2 separate regions of the Mus musculus genome follow, and region 2 is linked to region 1. A link is a contact called in public promoter capture Hi-C data. All regions are on one chromosome and are shown on one strand. Each heading gives the region's core, a stretch centred on a gene start, on an enhancer-like site or on the middle of the called end of the contact. The rest is flanking DNA. Distances are from core to core; before and after follow the strand shown.

What was found. Promoter capture Hi-C pulls out the DNA fragments that hold promoters and counts their contacts.
Region 2: a promoter capture Hi-C map of hippocampal neurons shows a contact between it and region 1, with 4 times the contacts expected there. The contact joins the promoter of Dhrs11 here to the enhancer-like site in region 1. A contact is called at or near these places in 7 of 39 promoter capture datasets (the 3T3-L1 cell line, the SN4741 cell line, embryonic stem cells and 3 more), 1 of 484 Hi-C or Micro-C datasets (cortical neurons) and 11 of 115 datasets of contacts at active chromatin or transcription factors (astrocytes, bone marrow-derived macrophages, cardiomyocytes and 8 more).

What each region holds. Positions count from the first base shown.
Region 1 is chr11:84,027,021-84,030,827 of GRCm38.p6, forward strand. The region is part of intron 18 of Synrg (synergin, gamma); the gene reads left to right. Among named protein-coding and RNA genes, the nearest start is that of Dusp14, 39 kb to the right of the region's middle. Within about 2 kb of position 1,796, at least 23 of the 459 cell types and tissues checked have an H3K27ac peak or open chromatin away from gene starts, as enhancers often do.
Region 2 is chr11:84,827,087-84,830,893 of GRCm38.p6, forward strand. It overlaps Dhrs11 (dehydrogenase/reductase (SDR family) member 11), which reads right to left and starts at 1,917. Exons shown (of 7, transcript NM_177564.5): 1 at 1,665-1,917. The coding sequence starts at 1,811. 4930502E09Rik (RIKEN cDNA 4930502E09 gene) reads left to right here and starts at 2,092. Exons shown (of 3, transcript NR_046281.1): 1 at 2,092-2,326; 2 at 2,816-2,956; 3 at 3,404-3,782.

The DNA.
Region 1 (3,807 bases), core at 546-3,045:
AGACAGAGAAAGAGAAATTGTGTGCGTGTGTGCACGAGTGTAGGTCAGAGAGCATCCATGTCTGCTCTCACTTTCTGACTTGTCTGAGACAGGGTCTCAGTTGTCAGCCCCTGTGCACACAAGCTTCTGCAGGGTCTTCAGCCTTCTCATCATAGCTGAGTGCAGACAAGTGGCTTTATCACTCTGGGCTCCATATTGGTCTAGGTCCCCACACTCACACAGCCAGCACTTTGCCCACTGAGCCTTCCCAGGGCCAGTCATTCTTGATTCTTACACATGCAAGTTTTGCCAGAAAGTAATGGTTTGAGTCTATCCCCTCACACTTGACCTGTTTATGCCCCATTGCATTCTTCAGAAAGCTATGTGGAAGACCATCATGTGACCGTCCGTTCACCACTATAATTATTTTCCTTGGACTCATTTTTCTCCATGTTATGAGTAGCTCTACTCTGAATAAACAAATGACTAGATCCCCTCTGGGTGTTGCAATCTACCAAAGCCGATGAAGAAGGCCAGAGTGCGCACACATGCATGCAGTCCGCATGGCTGCTGCAGCATTTTCCAGGAAGCATTTAAGTTCATGAGAGGCCTGGCTGTATTCTAAGTCATTTACTAGTCCTCCAGTTAACCTGCGACCCTCTGAGCAGAAGGGAGGAATTCTTAGTGCTCTCAGCTGACAGCCTGGTGGTCCCTGGCTGCCCGTTGTGTCCTAAACAGCAAACCTCACTATCGTTTCATTGCTTCTGGTTTTGCATCATTAAAGTAAAGTGAAGGGCCAGAGAGATAGCACTGCCCTGGTTTGTTTGCTTTGTTTGGTTTGGTTAGGTTTTTTTTTTTCCTTTGTCAGTGCTAAGGATGGACCTCAAGGCCCATGAAGGCTAGAGAAGTTATCTGCTACTGAGCCACACACCCCTACCTAGCTCTTTTCTTTCTTTCTCTTTTTTAAAAAAGCCTTTATCAGTCTATTCTTTGTGCAACTACCTGACTGGTCCTCGTAAACCATAGATCTGACTGTTTCATTTAAATCCCATTTAAAATCCTGCAGTGGGCCTCCATGGTCTTCCAAAGCCTTAGCTCAGTGCAGAGCTTTCCTGTTGCTGAACGAGGCTGCTCTCATGCTGAGTTCTGCATAGTTCTCCCCAGAAGGCGTCCCTAGTGCCCTTCAGTGCAGCCCTTCCTGGGTGGGTGCCTTCGGCCCACCTCTCTCCGGGTCTCGTGATGCTTTCCTCATTACTTTCTTTTCCTGTTGTTCTAACAAGATGCTTCATCGGAAGAAGGGGTGTTTGGCTCCCTGACTATGGTGTCCATCATAGCAGAGGAGGCGTGGCATTGAGAGCTCGGCTAGCTCTGGTGGGAGCTTGAGACTGCTGATCTCCTTGTGTTGGCAGACAGGAATGACATGGTGATCTGTGGATGCTGGTCCTCCCCCTGGCTGTCACCCATCTTCCACTGTGCTGACTTCCATGGATCACTGTGTTCACAGCATAAAGATAAACCTGATCGTCAGGGAAAGCTTGGTTACTGCTGCCAGCAACATCAGGAAGGACTTCTGGCACCTCTGAGCCCAGTACTTGAGAGGCAGCCCTGTAAGCACCAAGTGTGTCAGGGGACTCATACGTCCAGAATCATTGCGCTTTGGAGTAAACTTCTCTACTTGCTCTAAACGTAAAATCACCAGAAGCTAGCAAAGTGCAGAGCACTGTCCTTCAGATAAAAGAGAAAAATGGGAAACCTCCTGAAAGCTAGAGCTGGTGAAGTAACACATGCGGCCCTTCAGTCAGGGTGTTCTGGGCATTTTGTCAGGAAGCACTTGTGAAATAACAGACCTATCAACACATGGCTAGGAGGCAGGCTGCCAGTGGGTTGTGCTTAATGATAAAATCTCATGTTTATTATAAGTATTTTGTCGTTCTCTTTAGTGGATACTTGTTGCATTTGTAGTGAGAAGTAAATCTTTGCTCTGGTAGAAAATTTTTTCATATACTCAAGCCCTTTCCCAAAACCCCCTTTGGTGCCGTGGCCACTTCTCCTTCAGCCGTCTGGGTTATCCAATTGGCCAAACTGTGCATCAGGGTTTTCATGTGCATTTAATCTACACAGCAACTTGACTTCTTTCCTCTGCCATCTTCCTGTCCTGAGGCAGGGAAGTGCGAGAGGCGTCAGGCATGCTCTGTGTGTCTTCCTATCCTGAAAAGGATGATGAGGTGGGAACACCAAAGCTATGCAAAGCTTTTGCTGGGGATGAAAGCTTGAGAATAATGTTAACGAGAAAAGCCCCAGGAGCTTGTCATGCGCACTGTGAGCCTCAGGTCTGGACCTGCCCTTGACATACCTCTCAAGATGGCGGCACAATGTACGGGCCTCCCACTTGGCATTTAGAGTTGAGGGTTCCTTGTTTTAGTGGGAGTCAGTCCTCGGTGAGCATTGAAAGCTAGGTCTCTATCCTTCCTTCCAGTCAGCCCTGCTCTGCTGGCCTTGCTGGAGAAAGCTGACTGGATCAGAAAGCCCTGAGCTCTTAGAAGTGAAAGTGTCCCTGAAGCCTCAGAGCATTGTCCAAGCTCATCCTGCATCTGTCCTTCCATGCAGGGTGAGGAATGACTGGCAAGCATCCCCCTTCGTTCTGTCACTGGGGGCAGTAGGACCCATTTCCCTTCATCTTCTCCAACTCCCAGGCTCCTGGGTCCTGCCACTGTTCATGCAAAGAACTTGCCTTCTAGGCTCTGCTCTGTCACTCCAGGCCACTTTTGAGTTCACACACAGTAAAATGTAAAAACTTCAGTAGCATTGCACCATGAGTTGAGTGGCTGCCCTTCTGCTGAGTTTGACAAATGCATAGCCCCGTCTGTATCACCTGTGCCCTGTCACTATGTGAACTAGTTCATCCCCCAAGACAACTTCCTCATCCCAGTCTCTCCAAGTTTTCACACCAAGCATCACTTGTGTCCAGGATTTTTAATTTTTTTAATGATTTATTTTTATTTTATGTGTGTTAGTGTTTTGCATGCATGTATATTTGTGCCAGGGTGCTGGGTCCAATGGAACTATTGTTATAGGCAGCTGTGAGTTCCCACGTGGGTGTGGGAATTGAACCTTTGTCCTCTGGGAACAGCAGCCAATGCTCTTTAGCCGATAAGCCATGTCTCCAGCCCTTGTCCAGAGTTTTAAAAAGAAGACATGGAGTTTGATTTTGTTACTTTGAAGGAAGTTTGTGGCCCATTTACCTAGTAGGTTCTGCCCCATTCACATCTGATGACTCCAATTCTACAGGACCAAAATGTGAGGTAAATGGAGAAGGGGCCCCACAGTCACGCCTTCTCAGACTCTGCTTGCAAGCATTCACTCGCAGCACCCACATCTAGACTCTCGAGGGTAACTGGCCTGCCTTTTCAGCCATGTGTAATGGCATAGCTTCCCTATCTCACCTGTCCGGTGTCTGGATGCAGACAGAGTATATGTGAGCACAAGCGCTCACTTCCTAACTAGCCATGCTCTTTGGCTACAGCTGCTTTTTTCTTTTTTTTTCTAAAACAGATTGTTGTGACACAACAATGATAGCTGTCTGTTCAGACACTTTCCTAGACCAGCATGTCATTTCCTCTTGAGAACAGGTAAATGGGTCCTCAGTCTATAAACCTTAACTCAAAGTTCCCACTGCAGGAGGAAAGGCATGGATCCCACAGAAATATAACGTGTGGGTTGTCACAAAGAAGTCCTTACTGCAACAGAACCAACAGAGAAAGCCATATAACATCGATAGCGTAAAACCCTAACATCTGAACACTTCAGTCCAGCAGTAACACAGCTCTG
Region 2 (3,807 bases), core at 667-3,166, 800 kb after region 1:
TATGTCTGTGTGTGTGTGTCTATGTGTGTATGTATGTCTATGTGTCTGTATGTGTATATGTCTGTCTATGTGCGTATGTCTGTGTGTGTGTTTGTGCATCTGCGTGTGTTTCTATGTATACGTGTGTCTCTGTGTGTATGTCTGTGTGTCTATGTGTATGTATGTCTGTGTGTGTGTGTGTGTGTATGTGTAGAACATTATCCATCTCTCTGTCATTGTCCCTCCTTGCTTCACTTCTGCCATCTCCATCTGATCTCCAAAATGACCTGAAATCAGGGCTGTCCCCACACAGCAAAGAGGTTCTCTCTTAATGACATGCAGCCACCCTAGGGTTGACTGATCTGCTTGGAGATTCCCTTAGGATTCGGGGAATCCCTTTGCTGGCTAGTTTAGGGTAGAGAAGTGGAAAAGAAGGCAAGACTGGCTTCAGAATTAGGGAATCAAAACTAAAACAAACAAACAAAAAAAACCTAGGGAATCCAGTTGTCCAATCCTGGCCTTAATCCTCTCAGCTCCAAAGATGGGGCTGGGCCCTGTGCTTCTCCAGGGAAGGAGAAGGGTGAAGTGAGGCAATGGTGGAGGCAGGTGACCTTGGGATTATCTGAGAGGCTATAAAGTGTACCTTTGGCCAGTAGCTGGGGAGGGGACAGTCCTCCTTCCTGCAACAACTTCTCCCTTTGCCTCCACCCAAGGCCTCCTTACCCTTTTCTGTCAGAGGACTTTGAGCCATGGTGAAGATAGAGCCCTGCAGGTGGTCCTGCCAGGGCAAATAATGGGAATTTCTCTTGTCTTCTCCCAAATGGCATCTCCTCCCTATCTTTTCTGATCTGATGCTGCTCATAACTCCAGGAACCCCCAAAAGAATGTTAAGAGAAAAACTAGGGAGTTCTGGATCCGTAACATTTTATTTTCTCAAGACTTACAGGTTTAATGCCCTATTTCACCTACTCAGTCCCACCTAGGAAAATGAATCAGAAAAGAGAGAGAGAGAGAGAGAGAGAGAGAGAGAGAGAGAGAGAGAGAGAGAGAGAAAGAGATCTACAAGTAAATATTCCATTCACTCTTTAGGCTCATGGCATGTGAGTTGAGCTCAGATTTGAATTAAAAGGAGAGCTAGCTTCCACCCTAACCTCACCCTCAGTCATGGGTCAAACACTAGCTTCTTGTTCATTGGTTGGCCAGCACTTTACTCGGTGTGGCTTGGGTGAGGTTTGGGGACAAGATGAAACTAACCTAGTCACTTAGACTAGCCAGTTTTTTTTTTTTTTTCTTTTCTTTTTTTCCCCCTTCTCCCTGGCTGCCTAGCTAGCCCTTGACCTCTGGCTTCCTCTTTCACCTGCCAGTATAGGGGGCACAAGATGGCAGGGGTAAGGGAAGAGAATACCAGGGGTCAGGATTTGGTACTCTGCTGCGACACGAACTATCAGGAGTGAATGGCTCTTATAAAAATAGAACTTAGAGAGAACTTAGGTCCTCTCGCTACTAAACAGCACTCCTGCTCTCAAGGCCGTTGCAAATGGCCCTAGGGTAGTAGGCTCAAAAAGAGCAGGGTCTCTGGCTCCGGCCACGGCAACTCTCCCTCCCCTCACTCAAAGCCCTGCCCCATGGAAACGACGTACTCCCCCCTCCCCCAAGAGCGTCCCCGCTGCCTGGCGGAGCCTTACCTCGATGTTGCCAACGGTGCGGGCACAACCCACAACCTTCAGTCCCTGCTGGACTAATGCCCGGGCCACGGCCGCACCGATGCCCCCCGAGGCTCCCGTCACCAGTGCCAGCCGGTCGCGCCACCGCTCCATGCCAGCTCTAGTCATGGTCCCGAGCCGTCTGCCCACCTCGTTCGGCGAACCAGGCACTGGGAGCGGGGAGCTTAGTCTGGGGTTACTGAAGATCGGTGGCTCCCTGGTCACTGCAGTGGGGGACGCCGGCAACTTGGAGTTGCGCCTAGACCCACCCACTATTGGCCCGGCCTCCGGCCCGGGCTCCGCCCTCGGGACCTCCGCATTGGGCCACATGGCGTCCGAGTGGCCACCTTTTCCGGACACGCCCACGCCCGCGCACGAGCCCGTCCTTCCCGCGACAGGCGGAAACCGCACAGCCTTGAGGATAGGGGCCCACCGCGGAAGTGGGGCCTGACAGCCGGTGGAGTTGCTTTTACCGTGAGCGCTTCCCTTTGCGGTGGAGAGCCTCCATCTGCGAGGAAGAGGACGCACGCTCGCACGCACTCAAGGCCTCCTTTGCTCAATCAGCCCTACTTCCAAAGGCCTGAGGACAGGATGGGGGATCTAAAGGTTACTCCAGTGCCCTCCCAAACCACTGGTGACTGACAGTAAGGATTCAATCCAAAAAGCTTAAGGGCCTCTGCCATCAAGGCCAGTTGACCTGAGGAAGGGTTATTGTTCACTGTACCTGATCCTTTGGCTTCACTGGCCAAGTAAATGGTTAAAATACCCAAGTACTCTACACCTAAATGGCACCACGTCTTCAACCGTCCTTGACATCAACCACTCCCAGTCCTACAACGGCGCAAATGTTACACGATGTACATCAATAGTCACCCGCAGAAGCTGACAACTTGAATATCACGTGGTAGCCATAACTTTAAACAGCATGCATAATATACCCTTATAAGATTTTTGAGCCGGGCGTGGTGGCTCATGCCTTTAATCCCAGCACTCGGGAGGCAGAGGCAGGTGGATTTCTCAGTTTGAGGCCAGCCTGGTCTACAGAGTGAGTTCCAGGACAGCCAGGGCTATACAGGGAAACCCTGTCTCGAAAAAAACAACAAAAACAATATTTTTGTTTTTCTTTTGTGCAGGAGCCAACAGAGCTCTACCACAAGGCATGGTGGCACAAGCCGGTAAGGGGACATAAGAGACAGGTCCACGAGTTCAAGGCCATCCTTTAGTAGAGAGTGAATTCCAGGCCAACTGAAACATGAGCCCCTTTCTCAAACACAGTAAGTATACTGGCACATTAAGTGTGAAAAACAACAAAACAAAACAAAACAAAACAAAACAAACAAAAAAAAGAGAAGTGTGATGAAGGCTAGAGAGATGGCTCAGCAGTTAAGAGCACTAGCTGCTCTTCCAGAGGTCCCGAGTTCAATTCCCAGCAAGCACATGGTGGTGGCTCACAACTATCGAAAAAGGTCCGATGCCCTCTTCTGGTGTGTCTGAAGACACCAACAGTGTACCCATACATGCCTGATAATGCCAGCTGGTGGTACATGCCTTTGATTCAGCACTCAGCAGGCAGATCTCTTGAGTTTGTTGCCAGCCTGGTGTACAGTGAGTTCCAGGTCAACCCGGGCTACAGAGAAACCCTGTCTCAAACAAAACAAAACAACAACAACAAAAAATAAAAATAAAAAACCAACAAACTGTTTGATGTCTACCTTCTTCAGATAGCCATCCTTTATGATTTCTGGACATGGATAAGAAGCTCAAAGACCAGGCGCGTGCGTGCCTACCACAGTCACACAACCCATGCTGATGCAGTCCTAGGAGGCTGAGGCAGAATTGTAAACTTGAGGTTAGTGTGAACTAGTGAGACCCTGAGTTTAAAAGAAAAAAAATAAATTCACTTGGGGCCAGAGATGACTCAAGAGGCTAAAAACACTGCCTGTCCTTCTAGAGGACCCTGGTTCAATTCCCAGCACTCACCTAGCAGCTTACAAAGGTCTGCAGCTCCAGCTCTAAGTGATCTAATATCCTCACACAATTACACAGGCAATCAAGAATACCAATGCATTTTTAAAATAGGAATAAAATTTTTTCACTCACTAAGCACCCATCTGGCTATCCTTCA